Regions from separate parts of the Zea mays genome. Here region 1 is linked to region 2. The links are chromatin contacts, called in public Hi-C maps. All regions are on one chromosome and are shown on one strand. Each heading gives the region's core, a stretch centred on a gene start, on an enhancer-like site or on the middle of the called end of the contact. The rest is flanking DNA. Distances are from core to core; before and after follow the strand shown.

Region 1 (3,437 bases), core at 446-2,945, 150 kb before region 2:
CCTTGGCAGATGGGTAACATGACTTGTGGGTAAAGATGCGCAACCTCTGCAGAGTGTAAAACTGGTATACTAGCCGTGCTCACGGTCATGAGCGGCTCGGACACTCACATGATTAATGTATGGAACTTAAATTCAATTTGTCATATGCATTGCATCGCAGGTGATGTTGTTACTTCTGTTCTACTATTTAATTGGGTTGGTATTTACTTATACTTAGTAATGGCTAATAAAATTTTGACCAACTTTAAAAGCAATGCTCAGCTTCAGCCATCCTCTTTGGTAAGCCTGACACTTCACATGAGCTCCCACCTTTGGCGAGTTCATACACATTATTCACCACAACTTGTTGAGCGATGAACGTATGTGAGCTCACTCTTGCTGTCTCACACCCCCCCCACAGGTCAAGAACAGGTACCGCAGGATGAGGCGCATGGAGGATGCTGTGACGAGTTCGTGAGAGGTCTAGGTCGTCGTCTCCCAGTCAACTTTGGGTTGCTGGACCGTTGTCTCCTTATAATGTAATTATCTATTTATTTTGTATAGAACTCCTGTTATGTAGTAAAGATGTGACGTTCGATCCTGTGCCATGATTCATCATATGTGTGAGACTTGGTCCCAGCACACCTGGTGATTATGTTCGCGCCCGGGTCTTGGTGCCCCGAAACCCGGGTGTGACAGGACAATTAGAAAATGTGGCAACCATTTTGTTTCTAGTAAAAATCAAGAACTTAACAGGAGAACGGCAAATAGTATGCTGCATAGAAACAACAGAACACGATATTTCACTTTATACGCAGGAATATCAATGATGAAAAGCATAATTGATTGATGCATCAACAAGTAGCATATCAAGAAATGCAATTATCTAAAATTTGTATATCGACATCAACAAAATATGGAATTGTCTGGTTGGAGAGTACAAGTATCAACAACGACTAACTGAATCAATCAAGCAAACAGACAGCAATAGATGATTTATGGCTAGGGGCTTGCTCCATATAACTCGACTAAGGAAAAAACAAAAAGTGCAAAGCTTGTAAAGCTGTTCAGAGACCACTTCATCCGAGAGATCTGAGCAACCAACAGCGCCAAGATTCCTGTTGGACCGAGCGTTGCCTCTTTGAAGCGAACGATTAAAGATAATAATAACTTTGGAATGCACAACGAACATTGCCAACAATCAGCGATTTCAGCAACAAAAACACAAGCCACTATTAAATTGCTAATTTTTTCCCAAGGCGACAGAATCTACCACTAGTACACGTTATCCTACAGTTAAACTGCCAACGGGAGCTAAACAACACGCGTACCAGTCGTTATTCCATTCATTTCCATTAGATTCCAGCAGGCCCTGCACGTACTCCTCTCTCCGCTTGGCAGGCGTCAGCAGAACGATCTGTGGCATCCAGGTCCAGCTCGGCGTGGGGAACGGGAAGGGGGAAGTTGGGCTAGTTACCTCGACAAGATTCATGACAGCGGCGGCAGAGAGCGCCGGCTGCGATCAGCCATTCCTTCGCCCGCTCACCTATCTCCGGCTGCCGCTAAAACCCTTCGAAGTTCGAACGAACCGGCTGCTCGAACAAAATAAACGTTTCATCGTTTCTAGTTCTAGGCTGTCGGCGCGGCCCGCTTCTATCTGATGACTGCTGTTGTAGAGTCAGACGAAGGGCCACGAATTTGTGGTGGGCTGATGGGCTCACATGCCTCTAGTGTCAATTGAGTATGGGCTGTCTGCTCGACATATGGTCTACGTAACTACAGTATATACTAGACTGGTTATTATAATTGCTTATAATCTAAGGTCCATTAGTTAAGGTGCTTAAGCAAGAATCGCCGATGGATGGAATGACACAACAATCGTCTTGATCCCAAAGGCAAGTAATCCAATTATGACCTTGTTCGGTTATTACTATGTCTCATGAATTGGAAAAAAATTATGAAAATTTTTGACTTGTTATGGATTGAAACTCATCTAATCCCCTCTAATCCATATAGATTTTGATGAAACAAAACAAACAAACGCTACTATGACACAATTTTAGCTGATCGGTCTTTTGGTAACGTGGTGTACAAGGCCATTTAAAAGATGCTAGCAAATAGATTAAGAATGGTTTTGCCAGATTATAAGTGGTCATCAAAGTGCCTTTGTACCATAGACTGTCTCCAATAGACTGTATAAAATAGGAGACGAGTAACTGTAGATGACAATATTTGACACTATTTGCAGAGAGAAGTTTGAAATAGGGGATGAGATAGAGGATCTGCTGGAGATAGCCTTACAGGCTTATCACATATAATATATGTATTGCCTTTGAAAACACACATAGAAATAGAATAAAGAAGAAATGTGTTAAGAGTGCCTTTTTGCGATAGAGTTGGATATGCATAAAGCCTGTGATGGAGTGGAAAGGATATTTTTGGAGGAAATTATGCTAAAAATAAGTTTTAACCGAAGATGGGTGCAACTGATAATGTCTTGTGTGTCTTAAGTCAAGTATAATGTTAGGTTCAATTCCATGGAGAGAGATGTGTTCACGCTAATAAGAGGATTATGTTAGGGTGGTTCTTGTGGCAGAACCTTCCAAGTTATCGGGCCCACATGCACCTGTCCCCATCTCAAAGACCTCAGACGGCTATGCATGTACACCAGGTAACTTAAAAGGATCCGTCCGAGTGTCCCAAGGATCTCAGATAAACCACTTAAACCAAGATTGCAGGATTAAGTAAACACAAATCACACACCAACATTTGCAGCGGAATTTCTTTATTACAAAAAGTTACAAGTTACATTAAGATTTCATTATACAAGATCGGAGTGATTATAAAATAAATCTAAAGTATTTCACTTTAAATGATGTATAATTTTCATAAGTTTGAAATACATGCTAGCTTTAGTGACCATCCTCAATAAGAAGTATAGAAGAGTTACTTAGACCTATAAGAAGGCTGTACCCACCGGTGCTTATCACCATCCACACCAGCACAAATCTAGTACTGCAACAACATGGGTTCGAAAACCCTGAGTACGAAGTGTACTTTCGCAAGTCTTACCCGTTTAAGGAAGAAGACTCTCAAGGATATGTTGGCTTTTGGGAATCAAGGTAAAGCTTATCAAGATTCAAAGACTCTTTTTGCAGAAAAGCTTATTATGAGTGGATCCTTAAGAATTCATTTTACTTGTTAGGTTAAGTAGTTACTTGCATCTAGATTTCTTTCTATTCTAGATCAAGCACTTGGCCTGTACTAGCCGTCTTTTATCATCCCTTAAGTTCACTTGTCACTACGTGTAGGTCAGTGACCAAGTCTTCATGTCCGAGAAGTAGCGGCAATCTGAATCGATTAATACCCAGCTGGGGATCTCCAACCACACGACATATGTAGCACTAAACCCTTGCATATGTCAACTCGCACCCGGGTTTCTCAAGACCAGAATGGGT
Region 2 (3,895 bases), core at 522-3,021:
GACTCTGCCGCGCACTGTTGCGCACTGTTCTTCTGTTCTTCAGCTTTTGCAGTCGACCGTTGCGCGAAGTAGCCGTTGCTCTGGTGGCACACCGGACAGTCCGGTGAATTATAGCGGAGCGCGCCCGCAGAAACCCGAAAGTGGCTGGTTTGAGTTGTACGGTCCTAGTGCACCGGACACTGTCCGGTGGCATACCAGACAGTCCGGTGCGCCGTTCCTCAGCACATTCAAGTTTCTTTTGCTCCTTAGTATTTGATCCCTAACTTGAATATTTATTGGTTTGTATTGAACCTTTTTGCACCTGTAGAACATGTATTCTAGAGCAAACTAGTTAGTCCATATATTTGTGTTGGGCATTCAACCACCAAAAATAATTGTGGGAAAAAGTTAACCTTATTTACCTTTCAGTAGGTTATTTGTTGGAATTTGACATTCCATCGCTTTCTAAAGTTTAGATAAAAGTCTATCTCAAATTCATAAGATGATGGGTGGAAATTAATTTTATTTATCACTATTCTATGTTTCTACTCTACAATTTGTAACACGCTCTTCGGTTCATTCCCATATAGTAAAAATATAGCATATATATACCTCCCCAATATAGTCAACAATAGCATATAAATAAATTATGTATAAAAACCTTTTTAGCTTAATTAATATATGTCATAAATTATGATTATTATAGTGAAATTCAATTCCACGGATCCCAACGGAGCCTAAGATTATTCTTATTATATCATATTGTACTTCTTCTATTTTAATATATAAAATATTTTAACTTTTCTCGATATATAAAATATTATTATGTAATTAGATATACAATATATATAGAAACATACTTAAAAGTATCGTATTGAAACATTAAAATGTCTTATTACTTAATGTGGGAGTGAGTATATAATTAATGAGCGCAATATAGGATCTTTTGGTGGCATATCAAATAATTTAAGAGTTTAATATGTAAGAGAAGAAAACTATATATAAAATTATGGTGACATAGCTTGGTTTACTATGTCTAATACCAAGACAAATAACCTACTCTATTATATAAGATTAATTTAATGTATGACTAGTCTATGACATAGCTAGTAAATTCATTTTTTTATATCCATACACACAAACATACAACATCTAATCTATACCTCATTATATAATCCACCACTTTAAACTTTGTAAAACCCACCAAACCAAATTATCCTTACACCCATGGCCTCCACAAAATTCACCAAATAAATTATACCTAAACTTAACACATCATCAAAACAACGGTTCAAATTGTTATATAAACCTCTCTTCCTTACTCACTCAAATGCAATGGACAATATTATTTAGATCATCTATCATCGCTTCATCTCCCTCCGCGTCCCCGCCATCCCCTCTCCTCATCCGTGTCACCGCCGCCGTGCCGTCAACCCTTTCTCTCGCGCCGTTATCGTCATAATCGTCGTCGATCCCTATCCTACATGGGATCGTAGCGTTAGCATGCACTGTATACTAATTATTTTAAGTGGTGTTGCATTGAAAAGGGTTAAGAGAGGATGCATTTTTTTCAAAAAAAAAAGTTAGAAAAAAACACCTATGATTATGAAACATAGATCAAAGGTCACACATAAGTACATAGACACATTACGTTAGTTAAGCAAGAAAACTAAATAAATACATCTCCCATCCCATGAAACAAATCCTTGTGGTTTTGCCTTCCCGGCCCTTCGCTTTCCCGGCATCCCCAGGGGCCAGGGCTATGAGTCTCCCGCCTCTGCCGTGCGGTCTATCCACCAGTGATACAAACCCCTTTGGTTTTGCCTTCCCGGCCCCTCGCTCTCCCGGCATCCCCAGAGGCCAGGGTTAGGAGTCCCCCGCCTGCCGTGCCGTCCATCCCACATCACCGCCTATCACCGGAGGACGACGCATCTATCCCCTTTTCCCTTGCTGGTTTCCTCGCCGCGGTTTAAACCCTTTCACGGCTTGCCCTGCTCAGTGCTCAGCAGCTTTGCCCCCATCGTTCCGTGAGCTCAGCCTCTCCGCCTATAAATGGCAGCCCCGCCCCCCTGCAAGTTCAAACGCACGCCGCACGCTCGCAGCCGCCCGACGACCGTGGCCCCCACCGTCACCATCTCCTGCCACAGTGCCACCGCCATCACTGCCCCGCTCGGGATTCCTTCCTATCGCTGCCGCTGCAAGCCGTTGGTAACGAAGCTGCGATAATGGTGATGGGGCTGGGGTCGAAGCGTAGGGTGGCGGAGGGCGGCACGGAGCCCGAGGAGGAGTCCTCGGAGGAGTACGAGGTGGAGGAAGTGTGCGACCACATCGCCTCCTCCCGTGGCAGCCGCCTCGCGCTCTTCGGCTCCGACCTCCGCCTCGGCCGCTTCCGCCCGCGCCGGCGCAGGCGCCGCCCGCTCGCCGGGGAAGGCGCCGCGGAGGGCTTCCTCCACGACCTCGTCATCCACCCCGACAACAGGTACGTGATCGACGCTGTTCCCTGCTGTCCACGCGATATCGTTAATTTGCTTTCGAAGCTTCCAGTTTCGCGCGCTGGCTGTCGGTTGTTCTGGAAGCTGGCGGCGGCGAAGCGACGCGGCGCGCTAGATTTCTCGGTTTCCTCCGATCGTATGGCTCCGCCGAATCGCCCCACAATTGATCGACTGCGAGTCTACCACCCCAAACCAATATTGTTTTCGGTTTTCTAAATTCATACCCTTAGTTCTATTGTTTTTATATAAAAACGTTCATCCTCTGCTTATAATATTTGAAGCTCCAGCGGTGAATGTGAATCTCCAATAATTTTCTTTTACTTTTTAAAGCCTTTGGGTTGGTCGATTTGACGCGTCGGCTGAGGCTGTGGATCAGCCAAAAATCCTATGCATCCGGGATACACTCATCAATTTAGAGGATGTTTGGTTTATAGCCACTAAATTTTAACCCCTCCATTTTATTTAATTTTAGTCTCTAAATTGTTAAATATATAAAATGAAACTATATTTTAGTTTTCGTATTTTACAATTTAGTAACTATAGTAACTAAAATAGAGAAACTAAAAATTAGTCTCTAAAAACTAAACACCTCCTTATATTCCCTCACATCTGTCACACACGAACATATAAAAAAAGAGCAAACAGTCAAAGGTTTTGATGTCTGTTCGTGAGTCTGCAGGTAGTGAATGTAAAGGGCTTCAAATAGATGGATTTGCATCCCACATGCATAATGTTTTTTTCCCGTAGATCACTATGCGACATTCAGCTGACGGTGAACAGACTGTGCGTCAGCATCCCAGCCGCAAATTTCTCGCTACTTGATGATGAGCCCGCCAGATACGCAAGCTACTAGGTTGTAGCTGGACAGTCACCCAGGTCACGGGGTAGACTTTAACGGCCACACAAATATGAGCCTTGATCCATTAAAAAAATTGCTTTAATTCAATCACGCTGCTAGCTATTTCTGCACGAAATTATTTTCTTTTTTCCCTTTGTGTTTGTGAATGCGGATTTTTTTTGTTGAGAAAACCGAATGCAGAGTTTTGTGACAGAGTCGCTAGATATAGCCAAATAAAGCCCCTGTATTGTTTCATTTGGGCAATCGATTGTTTCAGTAAATATGCTTTCTAGGATCCACACAGCACAAGAATAATGCTTGCTAGATTCTGCATATTAGATTTGATTAATGCTACCATGAAACTTGTGCCTCACAAAATCGGCCACCACACAGGGAAAAAAAAAAGTGCTCGGCAGCACAGAGAGAACGCATGCAAATCGACGAGAAGACGAAAAAACTGAGCGCTGAAAGTGAATTATTAGAGGACATATCTAGTGCACATGAATTTTTTTATATGGTTTACATATTAAATCACCAATATCCATCTTAGATTTAACGTTACTGGTTAATCATTGAAATTTACAAA

What was found. Hi-C and Micro-C count contacts between places; a contact is called where the count stands out from the background.
Region 1: a contact with region 2 is called in a Hi-C map of ear, with 4 times the contacts expected there. The contact joins the enhancer-like site here to the promoter of LOC103637774 in region 2. A contact is called at or near these places in 4 of 25 Hi-C or Micro-C datasets (ear, leaf and root tip).

Annotation. Positions count from the first base shown.
Region 1 is chr9:1,951,404-1,954,840 of Zm-B73-REFERENCE-NAM-5.0, reverse strand. No RefSeq gene overlaps it. Among protein-coding and RNA genes, the nearest start is that of LOC109942342, 3.6 kb to the right of the region's middle. Within about 2 kb of position 1,695, at least 13 of the 20 cell types and tissues checked have an H3K27ac peak or open chromatin away from gene starts, as enhancers often do. A contact at or near this core is called in ear and leaf, where this site is marked.
Region 2 is chr9:1,799,265-1,803,159 of Zm-B73-REFERENCE-NAM-5.0, reverse strand. LOC103637774 (potassium channel KOR1) reads left to right here and starts at 1,771. Exons shown (of 12, transcript XM_008660831.3): 1 at 1,771-2,458. The coding sequence starts at 2,205.